Linked DNA regions of Sus scrofa: regions 1, 3, 4 and 5 are each linked to region 2. Evidence: chromatin contacts called from public Hi-C and HiChIP or PLAC-seq data. All regions are on one chromosome and are shown on one strand. Each heading gives the region's core, a stretch centred on a gene start, on an enhancer-like site or on the middle of the called end of the contact. The rest is flanking DNA. Distances are from core to core; before and after follow the strand shown. Region 1 overlaps SSBP3 (single-stranded DNA-binding protein 3). Region 2 overlaps LOC106508664 (a long non-coding RNA gene). Region 3 overlaps SSBP3 (single-stranded DNA-binding protein 3). Region 4 overlaps SSBP3 (single-stranded DNA-binding protein 3). Region 5 has its middle 54 kb from the start of MRPL37.

Region 1 (4,121 bases), core at 216-2,715, 210 kb before region 2:
CTGCACACTGCTCAGTGACTCCTAACCTTCCAGAACACTCTGCTCTTGGTCTGTCTGAGAACATTCACTCCCAGCTTCTGGAACCTCAATATTCCTACAGGCTTATGAACAAGCTGTTGATGGCCTTTGCCAAAAAAAAAAAAAAAAAAAAAAAAAAAAAATGCAAAAGAAACACGGAGCCATCACCAAACCCAAGCAGCTCGAGTCCTGAACAGGGGTGTGTTTTGGTTTGTTTGGGTTTTTTTGGCTTTTGAGGGCTGCATGTGTGGCACTTGGAGGTTCCCAAGTGAGGCTAGGGGTCGAATTGGAGCTGCCGTTGCTGGCCTACACCACAGCCACAGCAACGTGGGATCCGAGTCGCATCCTTGACCTCCACCAGAGCTCACGGCAATGCCAGATCCTCAACCCACTGAGCGAGGCCAAGCATCGAACCTGCATCCTCACGGATACTAGCCGGGTTCTTGGCCCACTGAGCCACAACAGGAGCTCTCTGCACCCTGGCTTTAAGCCCCCGGACTGACTAAGCGGTTACTCTGTGCCAAGCATCACGGCGAGAACTTGAGCCTCCTCCTTTCGGCGCCCCTACTAGGCATTTCCTGGTCTCCTTCCCACTGCACAGATGCAGACGTGCGGTCGCCAAGAATCAGAGGGGTGGGTGGTAGAATACTCCTTCCTCTTGTATCCCCCAGGCCCCCCAGAACATTCTGAGTCCAAGGCCACTGCTGATTTCCACACCAAGATAGTGTCTCTAGCGTGCAGCTGAGGAATCTGCAAGCTTCTGCCTTGGGAGGGGGAGCGCTCGGCTCTCAGGCCCTGCCGCTGCTCCCACGGGCCCCTGCCGAGGTCAGCTCCGGCAGGCCGCCCGGCAGGAAGGGGCCACTCTGGTGGCTTAAAAGGAGCTGGTGAAAACACAAGCTTTGGGGGATTTGAGGAAAGAAATGAGAACAAGAAAGCCAGAGCTGCAACTGGTGTGGGCTTGCTTCCTTTTAGGGCTATGGGGCCAACGAAAGACAAGGACCTCCCTAAAATCTTTCAACACCACAGATGTTGAAAGATTTGAGGACGAAAGCAGCAGGCTGGGTGTGCAGCACACACGATTCCGGACAGAGTGGGAGGCTGCGGGCGTGGGGGCAGACACCCCTTCCTAGAAGGGGAGGCGTGCGTGCGTGTGTGTTGGGGTCGGGAGGTGGGAGGGGGACACCGGAAACCTGTGCTTGGGCCCGGAGGAGCCAAACACCTACAAGCAGGAGTGGGAGAGACAAGCGGGCTTCCGGGCAGGGCAGAAAAGAAAGGAAGAAACACCTAGAACAGAATCCTCCTGCTCTTCCTTGGGAAGCTCCCCTCTCCTTACTCAGGCTTTGGGCTCTGGATCATCGGATTCCAGAGAATTCCCAGGGAGAGCAGAACACAGTGGACGCTCTGCCACAGCTGCTGCAGGACACAGAGCCGCACTCTCACACTGAGCAGAGCAGGAGCCAACTGTGAGAAGGTCCCAGGACAGGGATGGCCGTCAGACACCCCCCAACCCCCGAGGGTCCTGCAGGACCTGGGACCTGTGGGGATGGAGCTGGGTCACAAGGAGCGACCCCTGTGCTGTAACTATGAAGAGGTAGGCAGGGCGCTTAAGGTCATTTCTTCTAGAGGTTTCTAAACTGTTCTTCCGGGCACCGGAGCCCCTTCTGGGCAACAGAAATCTTAGGCGGGACCCCGGTGTGGGAAAGCGTCAAAAGCTCTGGGCTGGAGGGAGCACCAGGGGCCGCGGCTAGCCTGACCTCCTCTCGGCTGGGGTGGTACCTCCAAGAACCATGGCTATAGACTCACCCCTCACTGGACAAGCGGGGACGCTGGGGCCCACTGAGGTCAAAGTGACTCATCCAAAGTCAGAAAAAGGGGAGTTGCAGTCAGTGACATATGCTGCCTTCAGGTTACAACAAACTGTGACCGTGGAGCCAGCTCCAGTCCACCCCCAACCTCTGCTGGGAGAGGGAGGGAGCTCAGGGGACCCACAGCACTGCTGGGCCCTACAGACCCCTGCTTCTGCTCCCTCCAGTCCCTGCCATGGGCGGCTCTCAGAGGCCCCTCTTCCCTGGCTCCAGGGACTCCCTCAAACCCACCCGGGGACCTGCCCGGTTGTGGGCAGAAAGGGCAGCTAAGGCCCTGGTCAGGCCCTCTTCCCACCCCTGCGACGTGGAAAGACTGACAGACTTGGAAAGAGGAGAGAAGGCGGGTGCACACGGATGGCCAGGCAGATGGACGGACGGACAGGCGACGGTTACCTGTGGGCCGGGCCCCATAGGCCCCATGCCTCGGGGAGGGTTCATTCTCTGCATGGATCCTCCCATGTTGGGGTGCCCTGCGTGAGAGAGGGGGTGAGCCGTGAGGGCCAGGAGGAGGAGACAGACAGTGGGGGGAGGAGGAGCCGCTCCCAACCCCCCCACAACCTGGGCAGCCCGCCCTGCCCCCGCCTCTACCTTGTTGCCGTGTGGGATCCATGGAATTGGGCAGCAGTGGCTGTGTCCCAGGAACTCCGCCTGGAGGCTGAAAGACACGGAAGACGCGAGCTGAGCGGCTGCTCCGCAGGGTTGGGGGACAGAGGAGGACGCACCTGCCTGCCCCAGCTCCCTGCCCAAGCACTGGGGGCCACTCATGGCGCCCCAGAGACCACCCCGGCTAAGGGGTCCCCCGGAGGGGCAGTCAGCTCTGGCAGGTGTTACAGAAAAGGGCAATGTGGGCGCTCATCTGCCGCGGGCGCTGCTGCCTTCCTGGGTCCGTATACCTGCCAGAGCCCGGTCACTCTGGCCACACCGCCTGCCACACACCCCTCGGAGGCCGCACTGCTCCCTCCCTTTTACCACCCAAACCCTGTCTTTCTTTGGCCTCATGGAGATGCAACTCCTTCCCTCCCCCGACCCCAAATTGCAGGGACACCAGAGATGCATAAGCCAAAATCCTATCACCACGGGAAGTCCTTTTTATTTTATTTTGCTTTTTAGAGCTGTACCCGCAGTATATGGAGGTTCCCAGGCTAGGGGTCGAATCAGAGCTACAGCTGCCAGCCTACTCCATAGCCACAGCAACATGGAATCCTTAACCCACTGGGTGAGGCCAGGGATTGAACCTGCAACCTCATGGTTCCTAGTCAGATTCACTTCCACTGCGCCACAAAGGGAACTCCAGGAGGTCCTTTTTAAAGGGGAGCAGGGGACTGACCAGGGGGCTTCTGAGATTTAGATGAGGATGGGTCCAGAGGCCCCAGTGCCCTCAGTCACCTGCGGGCTGAGCCAGGAGGGACACCCAGGACTCTGGACCCCTGTCCTCTTCCACCACAAGAAATGCCACCTTCCAACCCCAGGAGTGAAGGAGGGGGCCTCCAGGAGAGGGTGAGAGGGACACTGAGGAAGAACCTGCCCCAAAGCCTGGTGTGATCACTATCGAGATGAGGACAAGGTGCCAGGGGTTTCCTGAGTGAACGCTTGGCACACCCACTCCGAAAACCCATTACCCGTGATTTATTTGGGACGGAAGCTATTTTGGCTGCAACGTGAAAAAAGAGAAAAGCAGAGCTGGGAGAGGAGAGGGAGGGAGTTGCTTTTAAACCCTGTGGCTTAGGACTAAGCACAGGCCCTTGGCTTGGAGAAGAAAGCCTTTGTGAAAGCTGGGCACCTGTGACCGGGACCCCCAGCCCTTCTGTGCTGTGGGCACGGCCGAGTAGGGGCTGCTGGCGCAACAGTGAGCTCCAGGCCAGCTCTGGAATGAGGGGGTGGGAAACAGAGGGACAAGTGCTCACCGTTTAGCTGTACAACGGGTGTGTGTGTGTGTGTGTCTGTCTGTCTGTCTGTCTAGGGAGGGAGAGCCTTACGAGGGGGCCATGCAAGCCTGGGAGTCCCTGCTGTCCATGAAGTGGCATTTGGAACCTGCGTTTTCCATCTGCCTGGGGCTGCTGACAGTCCACCTCTCCAGCCCCAGGTTCGACCCATCTGACCTCGTGCTTCCTCCCCCACCTTCCCTGAGTTCCCAAGCTCTGAATCATTTGGCTGGTTCACGTCTGCCCACTCGACGGGGGTGGGGTTGGGATATTTCTCAAGCCTGGTTACAGGACTCAGAGGGCACAGGGAGGCCTT
Region 2 (4,241 bases), core at 1,396-3,895:
TTGAACTTGCGCAACACACACCCAGTTTAATTAACCCTTCTGTCAGGGTGCTTGGTCTGCCCTGGGCTGGGTGAGAAAAACTGTTTCTCTCCTGGGAGGCGGGGGTAGTGCGAATTACCTGAGGAGGAGGCAGATGTAGGTGGTGGGCTAGCCGGGCCAAGGTCTTGCTGTGGGACCCCTGACGGGCCCCTGATCCTCTTGGGGTCTCTGGGTCCCAAATGATAAACCCCCGGACAACCAACCTGACGGGCAATTATATATGCCTCTTTCGGGGTCTCTAATTTTTTCTTCTTTCCTTCCTCTCTTTCTCCTGTCTCTTTAGGGCCACACCCACGGCATATGGAGGTTCCCAGGCTAGGGGTCCAATCGGAGCTATAGCTGTTGGCCTACACCACAGCAACGCCAGATCCAAGCCGCGTCTGCAACCTACACCACAGCTCACGGCAACACTGGATCCTTAACCCACTGAGCGAGGCCGGGGATCGAACCTGCGTCCTCATGGATGCTAGTCGGGTTCGTTAACTGCTGAGCCACAAAGGGATCTCCTATTTTTTTCTTTTTCTGCTTTAAAATGTTCGGTCTAAAGGGCCAGTTCTATGGGAGTCCCTGCCTTTCCTCTCCACACCTTCCAAATCTCTATTTCCATACCGACTTGCTCTTCAGAGCTGGAACCGGACTGTTTTGAATCAAAGCTCATTTCTGACCCTTCCCACTCCCTCGTCTGGACGAGCTAAAGGTCTGCGGAGCCCTTCCCATATCCTTTCTAACCACACCAGCTCTGCCAGCGGCTCCTGTCTCCTTCCACTCTCTCTAGCGTCTCTCGTTCAGATGAGTTTTTCGACACCCAGCTCTACTCGGCCACTTCCTGGACCAGAAAACTGGAGGGCGAGCCCCTCCCCCACTGTCTGAGGCCCGAAGCCCCAACGCCTAGGCCTGCAAGGCCTGGGGCCCCAAGATCTAGGCCCTGGCCACTGTGCAACCATCCCCCCACCCTGGGTACGTATTCCACACTCCATTTGCTCAACGTGCAAATATCTGCTGAGCCCTAACCATGTGCCAGAAATTGTGTCGGGCGCCCAGGAAATAGGTGAGGTACACACGTGCCCAGAAACCAAGTGTGTTTTGAAAGCTCTGGGGTTCGGGGGCTCCGAGGAGGGGCACGGAATCGAGAGAGGGACTGGGCTGCAGCCAGCTCTCTTCTCACTGGTTTCCTGTTTACTATTAACAGCTGCCCATCCCGCCTTGCACACAAACGCCCAAGCGAACCTTGGTATGTTTTCAGACCAGCAGCTCAGTCGCAAAACACGAAGCAGGCTACTTGAAATTTGCCTTCAGCTGCCTGGAAAATCTGCAGAGAACCCCCTTTAATCCCTCCTTCTTACCCCCAACTTCTGCCTTCCTCTCCCCCCCTTGGAGGGCGCATGGCCCCTTGAAGTTTTGTTTGCTTGCAGGGAATAAAAAAACAACAAAAACCCAGCTTCAGTATGGAGGGTTTTTCTTCCTTTTTTTAAAAAAATATTAAGCATCAAGAGACAGAGCAATCTGCTTGCAGACACTATACGTGCATAATTAATAAAATCTCATTATTTATTTATAAAGAGACACACGAGGAACTGGAGAATGAGGGCTATCCCCATTATATATGAAGAGAGGGAGAGAAAGAGTGGGAGAGGAAGGCAAATACTTTTTGAGCGTTGGAGCCTTCCAGGGAAGTGAATCTCTCAGTATGGAATGAATAAGAAGCATCTGCCTACTCCTTATCCAACTGGTGCTCCGAGCTCAGGAGGCATCAGAGAGCAGAAACCCGGTTCAGCTTAAAAAAAGGACCGGGACCAGTTCGGTGCTCGGCAGTGCACTGGATGCCGGCTTTGGGCAGTTGGCAGAAGAGGAGGCATCGTGGAGGGCCTGGCCGCGGGGCAAAAGGGTTGGGAGCCAATCTGAGGCTTCTAAAGAGGGGGGGACTTGGGCACAGACCCCCTGGTAGGTGGGGGGGAGGCGGCACGGTCACGCCATGGCCACCACGTAAATAACCCAGACCGCCGGCTGGGGTGGGGGGAGACCCTGGTTCCTCCGGTCCATTATAAAGCAGGTAACCGTGAGCGGAGGGGGGTGGTTTCTAAACGCCAGCTCCAGCGCCAGCTCTGCCCTTGGACCTCTGCATGCCAGATGCCCGGCCAGGGCCGCCAATATCAATAACCCAACTTATTATATAACAGCCCCCGCAGCCAGGCAGGCAGGGGTCAGAGCCTCCCGGGCTGGAGCTGGGGTGGACCTTCGCTTTCGCCGTTCTCTCTCTCTCTCTCCTCTCTCATTTTTTCTTGAGACATGCTTTAAAATAGAAAACAGGCTTGTGCAGGAACCAACCCCACAGAAAGAGGTAGTTTGGAGGGATTTTCTCCCCCCCACCTCCCTCAAGTGCAAGCAACTCAGGCAGCGGAACGCTCAGCCTTCCCGGGGCGGTGGGCTCCAGGAGGGGGGGCGGGGGGAAGGGCTGGGGAGGGGTCGGCCTGGGCAGCAGCCCCCGCAGGGTTACCCGGGCGCGTGCAGGGAAACGTCTCAGCAATTCCAGCGCCCGAGCGGAGCGCGCGGGGGGCGGGGGGGAGGGTGGCGCGCGGCGCGGGGCACCTTGAAACCGCCGGCGGCCGCGCGCTGATTGGCCGAGCCGCCGCCTCGGCGTTCCAGCCAGGCGCCCCTCCCCCCGCGCCGTCCACCCCGGAAGGAATTTCCTCCTCTGGCGGCCGCTATTGTTGTCCGCCTTCGCTGTTTGGGTCGGATCGCGTAACCATAGTATCCAAACTGTGTCCGCGCGGGGCCCCAGCCTGGGACCCCTGTGCCCCCCGTCCCTCCAAGCGAACACCCCCACCTTTTTTTTTGCAGCCTACTTATCATGACTTCATCGGACTCCGGGGAGCAGAAGAGGGGGATGGGGCGGGGGGAGCTGGCCCGCTCCTGGCGGCCCTTACTTCGAGATGTTTTCAATTATAATTTTTTAAAAAGTCTGCTTTGTGGGTTCGGGGCTTTTAAATCCTTCCTGCTCCCCCCCCCATTAAACCGTTGGACCAAACTTGAATGGGGTTTTCCCTCCGTTTCTCCTTGACCGTCTTCACTCCAGACCCTGACTTTGCTGCTCACAGCTGGGGGGTGGGGTGGGGGACTTAGCAGAAGTCACCCCCTAAACCCAGCCCCTCAAACCCCCGCTGTGTCCAGGCTCCTGGGCCTGGGCTTGAGCTAGGGAAGACCAGGCTGGTGGAGGGGGTCGAGAATATCGGACCCTGCAGCCTCCACCCTCCGTCCTGGGGCGCTTTCTGGAGGGGTTGGGAGAACCCTGGCGACAGGTTTGGGGGCGGAGGTGCAGGGTGGATGCCCGCCAACCCCTTATCAAAAGGATACGGGGGTGACGGGGGAAGCAGCTGACAGGTTGTTGGAAAAACAAGCCCCCTCGCCCCTCCAATTTCTGCCTCGGCTCTCTGAGCACAGAGACTTCCTAGTCGGCGGCGCGAGCAGCCTGAGACCATACCTGCCCCCCACTCCTGCGGAAAAAACAAAAATAAAAGCCCTGTCCTTGCGAAGTGTGTTCTGCTGAGAGAGGTGGGGGAGCCAGCAGCAAGTCCGCACCGGGCGGGCTGCGAGCGGCGCGGGAGCCCCTGGGGCTGGGGCTGGCAGCGGGGGGCGGTTTGTGTGCCGGGGGGTGTCAAACATTCCCAGAACTCAAGTATTCTCGTGGCGCCGGTTGGGGCGGGGGTAGCAGCTGCGGCAGCCCAAGTTCGGGGCAACACTGCCCCCTAGGGGCCATCGCCGGCGCCTTGCAGCCTGGGAGACGAGGGGCCTGGAGGACGGAGCCAGTGGTACCTGGGCAGGGGTGGCAGTGATCCCCTGGTGACAGGCCTGAGGAGGCCTTCCAAGCGCCAGTTCTGGGGGCCAGGAGGATGCAGTGCTGAGGTTTGGATGCTTTCTCTAGAATTTAAAACTTTAGCATGCTGTGGGGGTCCAGTGATGGACTGCACCTTGAAGATCAATGGGTCTAGTCCCCTTTTGTGCAGTTGGGGAAACTGAGTCCTGGAGAGGGGAGCAGTTTGCTCAGAGAGATGGGTTTATGCCTTCTTTGGAGTCACAAAGTCTTCCTTCATCCCTCAGTGCTCAGTATACAGCATTTTACAGGTGAGAGATCAGTGCGGGCTGGCCTTGCTCAGTTCTGCAGCCGAGGGCGACCTCAAGACTTTGTCTTTCAATCCAGCTCTCTC
Region 3 (3,949 bases), core at 1,139-3,638, 130 kb before region 2:
TCCCCCAGCTCCCCGGACCTGGGAGGAGAAAGGAACACCAGCCCGGCCCTCCCAGGCCCAGGAAGCCAGTGGGCACCGAGCCGACGCCCCCGCCTTGGCAGAGCCGCCCGGTTCAGCAGCTTTTCAAAGTCAACAGAGGAAGGTTTTCAAATCCTAAAAGGCTTCTCAAGCCCCTTCTAATCTGCCTGCCATTTTGTTTCGTCTGCTCAGTTCAAGTCAAGGGGAACTTGACATTTGGAATACTAACTGCAAATAATCCCGCGCCAAGGACAGGGCCTGGCGGGCTGCAGTGTCAGCATGTGGCTCACAAGGATAGTGGGGACACTCCAGACATGCCAGCTATGTGCAGAGGGTCTCAGAAGGCACATGTCACATCAGGCCCGGTGGCCACCTGGGCGGGGGCAGGGGGGACCCCCAGAACGGTCAGCCACCCCAAGGGCAGGGCCATACCTAACTCACCGGCTTCCTCCACACCCTGCCCTGGGCGTGGCAGAGGAGAGGGGCTGCTGGGAGGCTCTGTTGGCAGAAACGACGTTGGATGAATGATGCAGGCAAAGAGGGCAAGGGGAAGGGACGCTGGACCAGGACGCATTCTGCAAACTCTTGGTGGGAGCCCTGCTTCTCTCTACTTCCACTTTGCAAAGGCCCCACCGCTCATCTGAACAGCGGGACCTGCCCACACCCTTCCTCCCCAGAGCCACACGCCCCAGTCCACAGGACATGCAGGTAGGACCCCATGCCCGTCCCCTGCACACACACTTCCAGCCCTGTGGGCAAGCCAGGCCAGGACCAGCATTTGGGGACCTGGCTGCCTCGATTCCGGCTGTGCATTAACCCCCTCTGGCCTGCCCTCTTAAAGAGGACGAGGGGCAGGAAGTGCCAAGAGGCCAGAGGCGGCAGAGACTTCAAGGGCAGACTTGGTGTGGCCGAGGCTGACCTCCAGTCTCCAAGCGCCGAAGCAACAGGGCTTGGCTGACATACAGTGCTTTTTTCTCAAACGTTTCAAAGACAGTGAGCCCTTTGGGTATAAAAATAAAATCCCAGGACCTCAACTGAATAAGACAGAAGGACTATAATCACCCATGATGTCATGTGTGCCTACACTCGCCCCTCCATATCCACAGGTTCCTTGTCCACGCAACACTCAGGGTGGTTGAATCTGTGGAGAGGGAACCCGCGGATACGGAGGGCCCAACGTACCAGGCCACCTGATGTAAGAGACTTGAGCATCCACGGATTTTGGTAGCCACAGGGGTTCCCCAAACCAACTCCCGAAAACATCTACAAATAACACTCAATAGCAGATAAACCCCAAGTACATACTTGAAACCACTCATCCCCCAGTTCATTAGATCAACTCCTGCAAAGCACTGCCTCCTCCAAGAAGCTGCCTCTGTCCACGCATGCGTGAGTGACCCTCGCGCCCCTCTGCTGTGTTCCCACAGCCCGTGTCCCTACTATGAGGACACTGGATTCCCAGTACCTCCAACAGAGCCGGGCACAGATGCTCGGCTTGTATACGCTAAAGCAAATGTTTATTTTCCATTTCCCCAACCAGACTATAAAACCCTTGAAGGCTAATACTTTATTTGGCTTCACTCTGCAAGTACCTGAAAAAGATCTAGTATGTATCTCACAACTGGAAAACCATCTGTGGAATAAATAAGGGCGTGGATGGGCCCATGGCCTCTCACCTGCGCTGCCCCCTCTACCCCCGGAAGGAGTCTGAAGAGCCCTGGACAAATCTAAGCCTTAAGAAGACAACTCCAAGCTGGCCAGGTGATGGCAAAGCCACTGGAGCCCTCCCCTCCGCCTTTAGAGAACTCCATCTATATACACCCAAGGGTTTGAGCCTGACTTTCCATACAGACCCTGGCAGCAAAGGGAGTTCTCGCTTCCCGGCGGAGGCTAAACAGGGACTCAACCACAAACATCCAGTAATGCTGAACATGACGCGAATGATGTAAAAATAGCTCCTGTATCTCGTGCCCCCATCCTTCTACGCAGCAACACAAAGGGCAGAGCAAAGTGACACCCCTAACAAGCCTCAGCTTGTTCGGGCCCGGACAGCCCCAGCCTCCCGCATCTGGACCAGCTGCTGGGAGCCAACAGGGGATTCCAAATTACATTTTAATCACCATAATTTTTCACAGGTACCTGAAACCAGACCGTGACAACTGTGCGAGAAATCCCCAAGTAGGATGCGTGAGGTCTGTGTTACAAGCCAGGGTTCTGCGCACACACCTTTCCTCCCACGCCCTTCACTGCATGAGGCACTTCACAGTTTGCAGGAGGCTTTCTGGGCCCTTCTCTCACCCACAGGCTCTGGATTCAGACCACAGGGTTTCATTCCAGCCTCTGAAGTCTAGTGCCCTCTACAGAGAGCTTGGATTCAAGGAGAGAAGGGCGGACTGGGGCCGGGGAGTGCTTCCTTATTCCACAGGGTTAGCAGGAATATTAACGACCAAATGGAAAGCATTGCGAAGATTTTTAAAGAGAAAGCATCTATTTAAGGTAATTCACACGAGGCAGAGAGGGGATGCGTAACAGATACATTCTCAGGGTAGACGTGTCTCTACAGCCAGCAGTGAGGAGGAGCTCTGGAATGAATGTGCTTACATTTGAATCCAGGCTCTGCAACATTGTAGCTGTGGGATCTGAGGCTAGTTAATTAACCTTTCTGGGCCTGAGTTGCATCAACTGGAAAATAAGAGTGACAGCAGTCATCAGAGGCTCGCCGAGTCCAGGGAAATCAATACAAGTAAAATTCTAGCAGGGGCCCAGGCCCAGCACCCAGTAAGCACTCAAAAAAACATTTACTAAGGGACATGGGAACTGCAAGTGCCCTTAAAAAGGGACAGGCACAATGCACGGTTTTCACTCCCCACTCAGGCAGACAGGTGAGTGAATTCTAGAAGTAAGGGTGGCGTGGGGAGCAGGACCCTGCAGCTTGGGTTCTGTCTGAACATTCACATCTTTCTCCTCCACCCTGTGCCGCCCCACCCCAAGGATAAAGGGCCTTCAAGGAAGGGACTGTGTCATGTCGCTTGTTGGTAAGCCCTCGGGTGCCTGACATGTGACTGGCATGAAACTTCAGCTGGGTCAATATTTACAAAATTAATTGAACAAATTAATTTATCGCTCGTGCCCCTGTGCATTCCAGATATCAAAATGAAGCAGGCTGAACAAAGAAAGTCCTCTAAGGGCGCCGTGTCTCTTTGGCTGCGGTGATATTTGCAAAGGGAGTTGCCCCCCACCCCCACCCCCCAGGTGTCCCCAAGCGCCCGCTGGACAGAGGAGCAGAGCACTTCCTTGGAGAGGCCCTGGGGGCCCAGTTCTCGGGGGGACGAGTGGCATCAAGCCCACTCCTGCCCCAAATTGTGGGAATCCTCACGGCTGCTGAGGGCTGGCAGGGAGGGAGCACGGATGGAAAAGTGGCTCCCCATACCACCCCAAAAGAGAGCCTACAGGCAGTGAGGAGCAAGGACGCATTTTATTTTTAGCCGCCAATGACGGAAAGTTACTCTCGGAACAGTGCAAATTCTGCTTCATCACCCTCAGAACCTTCCCAGGATCCCCAGTGGCTTCCCAGGGAAATGGTGATTGATAAGGGGGAGAGAGAGGAATTTCTGGGGCCCCATAGAGGTGGAAAGGGAGGACACAGAAGAAGGAGGTGAACCAGGTGGGGGAGGAAGGCGGGGGGTCTCCGGGAACCACTGGTCCCCCAGGCCCAGATGGCTGGAAGCAACGAAGGCTGCTCTAAATGGTTACAGCACCCCTGGCTAGTGGGAGGCAGGGGGTCCCCACCAGAGCCAATCCAAGAACCAAGGCTGTCGCTGAGGCCCCCACCCTGGGAGGTACCAAGCTACAGAATCCAAAGATTGGAGTTCCAACACCACAACACCGCCTTGCCTCTGCCTCATCCTGCAACAAGCAACCAAAGTTCACT
Region 4 (4,218 bases), core at 25-2,524, 150 kb before region 2:
GCTCAAAGGGAAGGTGTCAGATTGATCACCAGGGTTGGATTAATTTTTTTTTTTCCCTCTTAAATCCCCTTAACTGAGAAAGCAGCTTGAGCCAATTCTGCTTTTCTCACAGACACCAAAACACCAAGCTATAGTTACACCAGCTCATCTTCACACCCCCAGAGATGGGGGGAGGGGGAGGATGGAGCTTTCCAAGCAGTTCTCTGCAGAGTCTCACCTCCTGGAGAAGAAGCTGGAAGCCTGGGCTTAAAGGAACAGGATGCTGGGAAAGGACCACGTCCCCAAGCCTTCCCCTGCCCCCACGCAGGTCTCCTTCTGATGAAGGAGGTGGCGTCACCACCCAGTGGCCTCTCCAGATCCTCCACTGACTCTTCCCCCCTTCCCCTCTGCTCTCCCACGGCAAACATTTTCTAGACTCTTGTAGTTCTTGCACCATCCGGACCTGTACCAGTTCATACATCCTCAAACCTTAGTGAAGGGGTGATGGGAAGGTGAGCCGTCCCATCCCAGGCTATCTGCACCTTCCTCTTCCCATTTCATTGTCTTCCCTCAGCCACCTGACAAGGGGGTACTCCCGTTTCATCAGGGAGCTACCTGAGGCTTGCAAAATGCTGCAATTCTGTGCCTGAATCCTCGGGGTTCTATGCTTTCAATGCCATGCTGCCTGTGGCAGACTCTGCTCAGGGGCGAAGGGCAGGGAACCAACCACTATGAGCAGCAAACGTGCCGAGTGCTTCTATATACATTCTTTCCAATCCTTACAACAAGCAGCAGAACCAGGGATGCATCCTTATCCCCACCCCCCAGGTGGGACACCAGAGGCTCAGCGATGAGCTGATTACCATCTCAGACAAATTCCAAGCGATGAGCTGAACTGGAGCCCAGGTCACAGAACTGGATCCGCGTTAATAAGACCCACATCCCCCGACATGGTGACTGTTTAAATCGTCAAACGCTCCTCCGGAAATGGGACTGGAAACCCCTGTGTAGCTCCAAGCCAGGTCTACACCAGCCACCATGAGGGTCAGAGTGCTTTTGTGGGGTACGAAAACCAGGGGAGGGGAACCCTCCGGATTTTCCTCTAATAAGAGTTCCCCGGGAAGAGGGACGCTCAGGGCTCCTTCCCGTGGAACCTGGTCCTCGCTTGGAACCCACCCTGAGCTCAACTCGGAAAGGTCCTCGATACCGCCCCTCCCGGTGCAAGCCCACTCTGCGTCAGTGCCTTTACCACGCAGACCATGCCCGAGTTTGTTAATGATCAACCCTCCAGGCAGGCGCCAGCTGTTCAAAGGGACAATGACCACCTCCAGGAAAAATGGCCCAAAGCAGGTTCTGCATCAGTTTATTAGGTTGTAAAACAGAGTCCTGGAGGAAGCAACAGCAGCAGCAGCAGCAGCGAAGACATGGTCTTTCCGGTGGGTTTACTGTTCTTTTGCTGGCCCTTCTCTTTGAAGGAGGCAGGTGGCCTGGGAGGCCCAAGGAATGAACCAACCACAAAGACCAGCACTGGGGAGCCTGGTTTCAAAACTCACATCTGGACAGACCCCCCAATTTCTCAGGTTCTAAAAGAAGAATCGGGGCTCCCTTGGCTCACAGACGCCTCCGGAGGGCGACAACCCCTGTCTCCTGCCATCCACTCATGCACCAGGTACCTGCTACACACCAGGCAGTGAGAGGGCAGAGGAGTTCAAGGCGAAACAGATGTGCCCCCGGCCTCCAGGGGCTTCAGGTCCCGGGGAGGGGGCGGGTTAGATTCAACACAAATACGAGTGACTCCCAGAGGGGGAAAGCACCAAATTTAAAGTTATGTCGAAGAAAAGCCAACTTCTGAGATGACAAATGCTAGCAATGCCTAAAAGAAAAAAGACCAAGGAGGGCAGAGGCCTGGCTTCAAAGAAGCCAAAGACAACACCTAACAGGTTTTAGAGTTAATACCCAAGCTGCTGGGCAGTCAGGACTCTGAGCATCATCCAGGGGCGAGGAACCTGGGGCAGAGACACACGGACAGGCCCTGATTTCAAGGAAACCGGGTGGGGGAGACAAACAGATATCTTTAACCCACAGAGGTAAGCTGTCCCGGTAACTCTAGCAAGTAGCACCATCCTGGCATACGGGAGGCGGTCAACCAAAGAGTCTGTGGAATGAATGGATGGATGAATGAACGAAGTACAAAACAAAACCCAAAAAGCCAGGAACAGTTTATTCTACCTTGAGGAGGCAGGAAAGAATTGCTGGGAAAAGAATCTAGAGGAGTTCCCATCGTGGCTCAGCAGTTAATGAACCCAACTAGTACCCATGAGGACGCGGGTTCGATCCCTGGCCTCACTCAGTGGGGTAAGGATCTGGCATTGCCCTGAGCTGTGGTGTGGGTCGCAGATGCAGCTTGGATTCCACGTTGCTGTGGCTGTGGTGTAGGCCAGCAGCTACACCTCCAATTTGACTCCTAGCTTGGGAACCTCCATGTGCTGTGGGTGTGGCCCTAAAATGCAATCAATCAATCAATCAATAAACAGACAAAAAAAAAAAAAAAAGAAAAAAGAAAAAGAACCTAGAGCCCAGCTGGCAAGAGAAACTTGCCCTCCCAGCAATTGAGAGCAGCAGCGGGCATCCTGGGCGGCAGGACTGCATGGTGCTGGGGGGATGCGGCATGTCCCGGGATCTCCGAGGAGCCCCTCTGTCCATGCCCAGGGATGAGGGGCATGTGGGCTTCATCCTGAAGCAGAGGAGAGAGGCTCCCTGAGATATGCAGGCATGAGTGCAGCAGGGCTAGATGGGCACTTCAGAGAGAACTCTGGCACCACCCTCTACTCATCCCAGTGCCCTCCGTTTCCAGAGGAGGACACTGAGGGCTTGACAAGGACAGTCCCTGGCCTGATGTCAAGTGGCTGGATGCCTGGCTTCCATCCTGAAAGCTCTCACCGCATCACCCAAGTATTCCAGAGGCTGCAGGGCAGCCCTCAGGCGAGGGGCCTGCGAGGAACTTCCCCTGCCTGAGCCCCAACCTCTTCCTCCGTGAATAATGGGGGGATCGATGCTGAGTCTTGGGAGCTGTCGTGCAAATCAAATGAAGGATGTGCCACCTCAGCACCAGGACATGCACACAGCGAGCCCTCCGAGAACACGGGCCAGACTCCTTCACTCCTTGAGTGTCTGCTGTGTGCTGCTCTAATCATGCAGGGCCAAGTGACTTAGAGGGAGCTCAAGCCCAGCAAGGGACAAATAGAGAGAATGACCCTCACAGCAGAGGACTGGGCAGAGGGGGATCTGAGCCCTTTGGGCTATAAAGTGAGGTGGTCAGGTAAGCAAGGAAGAGAGGAAAGCCGCAATGTTTGACGCACTGCTTGACTGCTTGGACAAAACCAGACATCTGGCTGGGAAAGGGGCTGGAAAAAATGGAATCCCAACTGCTCTCTTGCGCCCCTTCCAAAGCTCTGGGGCTGAAAACGGAGCAAGTCTCCTGAACATCCATAGCTGCAGGTGGGAAAGGGAGAGCGGAAAGAGCTACAGGTGTGACCCTCATTCCAGCCTTCCCAGGGGCAGGGTTTTTTTCTGGGGGCAGAGGGGAGGTGGCACGCGCACCTATGGCATATGAAAGTTCTCAGGCTAGGGGTCAAATCGGAGCTGCAGCTGCCGGCCTATGCCACAGCCACAGCAACATGGGATCTGAGTCACATCTGAGACCTACACCACAGCTCACCGCGACACCGGATCTTCAACTCCCTGAGCGAGGCCAGGGATGGAACCTGCATCCTCGTGGATACTCGTCAGATACTTAACCCCCTGAGCCGCAACGGGAACTCCCAAGGGGCAATTTTTAAGATCACTGCACAAGAAGGTTCTGGTCTGGTCCCAAGCCTCTGCTCTACTTGCTGTCTCTGGTTGCCAGGACAGGTGGACCCGGCAAGAGAGAGTAGTGCACAGTTTTGGCAGGAAGGAGGTGGTCAACCATGCTGACAAGGACTAAAGAATCTTGTGGAACTGACATCTTGAGGGTCCCACGGCCACCCTACCAGCCAAGTCGAATGCATCAGTGGGTTGAGGCGTACATGCATGAGCAGCTGTGGCCAGCAGTCACCAGGGTGGACAGTGGCCAGCCTTCCTTGATCTGAGCCCGCACTGAGCCACTGCCCACGGGGCCAGGAGGCAAGCTTCTTCGAGGGCCCACTCTGTAGCTTGTTCTTTCCACCACCACCTAATTATGCATCTGGCACACAAAGG
Region 5 (3,845 bases), core at 523-3,022, 240 kb before region 2:
GCAGAGTTGTCCCCAGCAGGGGCGAGATGCCGAGCCTTTCTAGGAATACCAATGACCTGTCACCAGTGGCCGATGACACTGCTCCCAATGCAGGAGAGACCTTGGGTGAGGTGGCTTTTTGGGCTGAGGGCAATTCCCAAGGGACTTTGCTGCACGCAGTCAATGGGGATACTTCCTGCTGTAGGAGGATGGCTCTGAAGAGAGGTGCTGGAGCCCACGTCACCTCCGTAAATGACAGTGCTGCCTCCCAAGTTGTGCTCCCTCCAATTTACAAGGCAGGTTTTAGGCTGGGTGGGGGCAGCAGGACGGGTTACCAGGAAGAGGAGGGCTGGGGCTGCTGGTGGTGTGTGTGGAAGGTTTATTGGGGCAGGTGGTGGGCGTGTGAAAGCAGGGAGGCCCAGAGGGACCTGGTGCTTTGGGGAGTGGTTGGAAATGGGGGTGCAGTAGGGTTGGGATGAGGCTGGAAAGGCCAGCTCTCAAGGGGCCTTGAAAGCCAGGCAATTAAGGCTTCCCACTATATATATAAGCTGTCACCCTACCCAAGGCAGCCCCAGTCTTTTACCCTAAAGGTAGCTACAACCTAGAACTTTTTTTTTTTTTTTTTTTGGTCTTTTTGCTATTTCTTGGGCCGCTCCCGTGGCATATGGAGTTTCCCAGGCTAGGGGTCTAATCGGAGCTGTAGCTGCCAGCCTATGCCAGAGCCACAGCAACTCGGGATCCGAGCCGCGTCTGCAACCTACACCACAGCTCATGGCAACGCCAGATCGTTAACCCGCTGAGCAAGGGCAGGGATCGAACCTGAAACCTCATGGTTCCTAGTCGGATTCGTTAACCACTGCACCACGACGGGAACTCCCAACGTAGAGCTTTTGTTTGTGTTTTTAGGGCCACACCCTCGGCACATGGAAGTAGCCAGGCTAGGAGTCAATTCGGAGCTGCAGCTGCCAGCCTATACCACAGCCACAGCAACGCCAGATCTGAGCTATGTCTGCGACCTACACCACAGCTCACGGCAATGCTGGATCGATCCTTAACCCACTGAGCGAGGCCATGGATCAAACAGGCATCCTCATGGATATGAGTTGGGTTTGTTACCACTGAGCCACAGTGGGAACTCCTAGAGTTTCTTACATCGCACTGTTAAAATGATAATCAGGATGCATGTATGTACATCACTTGGCGTCACCCTATTTATAGACTCTTGTACACCTGCCTTTCTTCACCTAATACCTTGGGATCACAGGATCTTGCCTGGTCAGCACATTTGAGCTACGCTGTCCTTTTGAGCAGCCGCATTAATATCTACCGATGGCCATTTGGGTTCTTTCTAGTCGTTAGCTATTACAAATAATGCTGCAGCGAGCGTCTTGTTCACGTATCTTAGAGGACTTCTGCCAGCACAGCCATTGGATAAATTCCTAGCAGAGTTGCTGAGTCAGAGGGCTCTTTTTAAGAACACTTATGGGCGTGTGGAGGACGAGTTGGCAGGGCCACTGTACAGAGTCCAGCTGGAGGCCATGGCAGTAATTCTTGGGTGAGTGATGGTGGTGGCTTGGAGCCAGGCTGAGGGGGCAGAAGCCCCCAGAGGCGCGGCGGGAGAGCGGAGAGAGGGGAAGCGAGCCCGAGTTGAGCCTGTGGGTCGGAGGCTGTGAGGAAACGGCCGTCAGTGATGACCTTGCAGCTTGAGGCCTGGCCTGCAAAGAGGCCAGTATTGCAGGGCAGGCCTTGGCCCTCGTCCCAGAACCTGGAGTGAGGACAACCCTCGTGGCTGGCCTTGGCCTGTCCCCCTGGGCCGTGGAGCTGAGCTGTGGAGCTTGGCACCCGCTCTTCTCTCTTTAAGTGCTTTGCAGCTGGTCTGTCTGCAAGTTGAGGCTGGCAGAACTGGTGTTTCTTGCCCCCCCTCTTTTTTTTTTGCTTTTTAGGGCTGCACCCTCAGCATATGGAGGTTCTCGGGCTGGAGTCTAATCCGAGCTGCAGCCACCGGCCTACGCCAGAGTCATGTCAATGCAGGATCCGAGCCGCATCTGAGACCTACACACCGAAGCTCACCGCAATGCTGAGTCCTTAACCCACTGAGCAAGGCCAGGAATCAAACCCACATCCTCATAGATGCTAGTCAGGTTTGTAACCTGCTGAGCCACGATAGGAACTCCAGGACTGGTGTTTCTGTGCTCCCCGTGCAGGTGAGGAGCCTGAGGCCCAGACCTCATGGGGTAGTGTGAAGAGCGGGGAAGGTCGCATGTGATGACAGCTGCCCCCTCCACTTCCCCAAATCCCCAAATCCCACCTGCCTCATCCTCACCACCCTCTTACCTCCCTTTCTTCTAAACTCAGGGAGGGAGGAAATAGGGGATGATGTTAAGGCGTTATTTGGCCTCAGGAACAGACTACCGAGCACCCACCTAGTTAGAGTGAGTCTGGGGGAAGGAAGCAGGACTGTGAGAGGAGGGGGTACACTGGTCTAAAAATTGTACCAGAGGAACTCAGATTGTTGCCACACCTGCGCCTGTGGATGTTCCCAGGTCAGGGATCGAACCTGAGCTACAGTTGCAGGCTGCACCACAGCTGCAGCAATGCCAGGTCCTTAACCCATGCCACCACGTGGGAACTTCCTAGGGACTTGGATTTTTAAGCAACATGCATTTGGAACCAATGTTTTGACACTGGCTTTGAGCACATGTGAACACTCTCTCATTTTGTCTTTGTCTTGGAGTTCTGGCTGTGGCGCAGCAAAATTGGCGGGATTTTGGGGGCACTAGCACTAGGACACGGGTTTGATCTCCAGCCTGACACAGTGGGTTAAAGTCCTGTGTTGCTGCGGCTGTGGCTTAGATTGCACCTGTGGCTCAGATCTGATCCCTGGCCCAGGAACTCCATGTGCTACGGGGCAGCCAAAAAGGGGGAAAATGTCCTTTTCAATTTTTTAATTTTTTTAAATCTGCACCTGTGGCATATGGAAGTTCTAGGGCAAGGGGTCAAATCAGAGCTGTAGCTGCCAGCCTACACCAGAGCCACACGGGATCTGAGCCGCATCTGTAACCTATACCACAGCTTCTTCACAGCAATACCAGATCCTTAGCCCACTGAGCGGGGCCAGGGATCGAACCCGTGTCCTCACGGATGCTAGTCGGGTTCGTTTCCACCGAGCCACGATGCGGACGCCAGGTGTCTTGTTGATCCATTAGAAAGTTCTCAGATCATTCCCAGCAGGTGTCAGAGGACCGGAGCAACACCATTTCTAAGAGTCCCCTGGTGCAGTTTCCACTCAGATGCTGGGTCTCCTCATGTGCAAAGTGGGGATAAAGCCCCACATCCCCCTCGGATTCGGCCCACTTTCGGATTACCAGCTGCATTTGATCAGGAGGTTTCCAGTAGGTGCAACTGGAAAAGCCCCGTGGAGAGGTGAGGTTACTTTGGGGCGCCTTTACGCTGTGGGTCCTTTCCCAAGCCGGCTCTGGCTGGGTGCTTGACAGACGCTCTGCCCCTCAGCCGCAGGCCCAAGGCTGGCACGGGAGCAGGCGGGGGTCACCTCAGGCTTCAGACAGCATCGCCTTGCTTCGTCTTTGGCTTCGGGAGAAAGCATGTGTGGGACGTGAGGGTCTGACCCTCCTCCCCTGGACGTGAAACACAGTCCCCGTGACTCAGGGGGCCTGGCTGCCACAAGACGCCCCCGCTCCAGGGCCCTTCTCCCCAGGGATGTCGGGGAGCCTCCAGCAACTCCCAGGGCGCACGCCTCGGCTCAGGGCCCGAGTTCCCAACCACTTGCCTCACTCATCTCACAAGTGTCCCTGAGCGTCTGGCCTGTGGCAGGTGTGCCGCAAGGCCCTGGGTGAGCAGTGAGCTCA

The links. Hi-C and Micro-C count contacts between places; a contact is called where the count stands out from the background. HiChIP or PLAC-seq counts read pairs in DNA pulled down with a chosen protein or histone mark.
Region 1: an H3K27ac HiChIP or PLAC-seq map of alveolar macrophages shows a contact between it and region 2. The contact joins two enhancer-like sites. A contact is called at or near these places in 3 of 47 Hi-C or Micro-C datasets (embryonic fibroblasts, fetal skeletal muscle and omental adipose tissue) and 2 of 2 datasets of contacts at active chromatin or transcription factors (alveolar macrophages and skeletal muscle).
Region 3: a contact with region 2 is called in an H3K27ac HiChIP or PLAC-seq map of skeletal muscle. The contact joins two enhancer-like sites. A contact is called at or near these places in 4 of 47 Hi-C or Micro-C datasets (embryonic fibroblasts, fetal liver, liver and 1 more) and 2 of 2 datasets of contacts at active chromatin or transcription factors (alveolar macrophages and skeletal muscle).
Region 4: a contact with region 2 is called in a Hi-C map of fetal liver, with 3 times the contacts expected there. The contact joins two enhancer-like sites. A contact is called at or near these places in 1 of 5 promoter capture datasets (liver), 24 of 47 Hi-C or Micro-C datasets (alveolar macrophages, blood, embryonic fibroblasts and 13 more) and 2 of 2 datasets of contacts at active chromatin or transcription factors (alveolar macrophages and skeletal muscle).
Region 5: an H3K27ac HiChIP or PLAC-seq map of skeletal muscle shows a contact between it and region 2, with 5 times the contacts expected there. The contact joins two enhancer-like sites. A contact is called at or near these places in 1 of 47 Hi-C or Micro-C datasets (embryonic fibroblasts) and 2 of 2 datasets of contacts at active chromatin or transcription factors (alveolar macrophages and skeletal muscle).

What each region holds. Positions count from the first base shown.
Region 1 is chr6:158,056,620-158,060,740 of Sscrofa11.1, reverse strand. It overlaps SSBP3 (single-stranded DNA-binding protein 3), which reads right to left. Exons shown (of 17, transcript XM_021096596.1): 7 at 2,472-2,538; 8 at 2,277-2,353. Among named protein-coding and RNA genes, the nearest start is that of MRPL37, 85 kb to the left of the region's middle. Within about 2 kb of position 1,465, at least 25 of the 83 cell types and tissues checked have an H3K27ac peak or open chromatin away from gene starts, as enhancers often do. A contact at or near this core is called in alveolar macrophages, omental adipose tissue and skeletal muscle, where this site is marked.
Region 2 is chr6:157,842,940-157,847,180 of Sscrofa11.1, reverse strand. It overlaps LOC106508664 (a long non-coding RNA gene), which reads left to right. Exons shown (of 3, transcript XR_002345181.1): 2 at 1-996; 3 at 1,229-1,476. Among named protein-coding and RNA genes, the nearest start is that of ACOT11, 13 kb to the right of the region's middle. Within about 2 kb of position 2,645, at least 72 of the 83 cell types and tissues checked have an H3K27ac peak or open chromatin away from gene starts, as enhancers often do. A contact at or near this core is called in alveolar macrophages, fetal liver, liver and 2 more, where this site is marked.
Region 3 is chr6:157,976,625-157,980,573 of Sscrofa11.1, reverse strand. All of the region lies in intron 4 of SSBP3 (single-stranded DNA-binding protein 3), which reads right to left. Among named protein-coding and RNA genes, the nearest start is that of SSBP3, 67 kb to the right of the region's middle. Within about 2 kb of position 2,388, at least 13 of the 83 cell types and tissues checked have an H3K27ac peak or open chromatin away from gene starts, as enhancers often do. A contact at or near this core is called in skeletal muscle, where this site is marked.
Region 4 is chr6:157,994,632-157,998,849 of Sscrofa11.1, reverse strand. The region is part of intron 4 of SSBP3 (single-stranded DNA-binding protein 3); the gene reads right to left. Among named protein-coding and RNA genes, the nearest start is that of SSBP3, 85 kb to the right of the region's middle. Within about 2 kb of position 1,274, at least 5 of the 83 cell types and tissues checked have an H3K27ac peak or open chromatin away from gene starts, as enhancers often do. A contact at or near this core is called in fetal liver and liver, where this site is marked.
Region 5 is chr6:158,087,293-158,091,137 of Sscrofa11.1, reverse strand. No RefSeq gene overlaps it. Among named protein-coding and RNA genes, the nearest start is that of MRPL37, 54 kb to the left of the region's middle. Within about 2 kb of position 1,772, at least 39 of the 83 cell types and tissues checked have an H3K27ac peak or open chromatin away from gene starts, as enhancers often do. A contact at or near this core is called in alveolar macrophages and skeletal muscle, where this site is marked.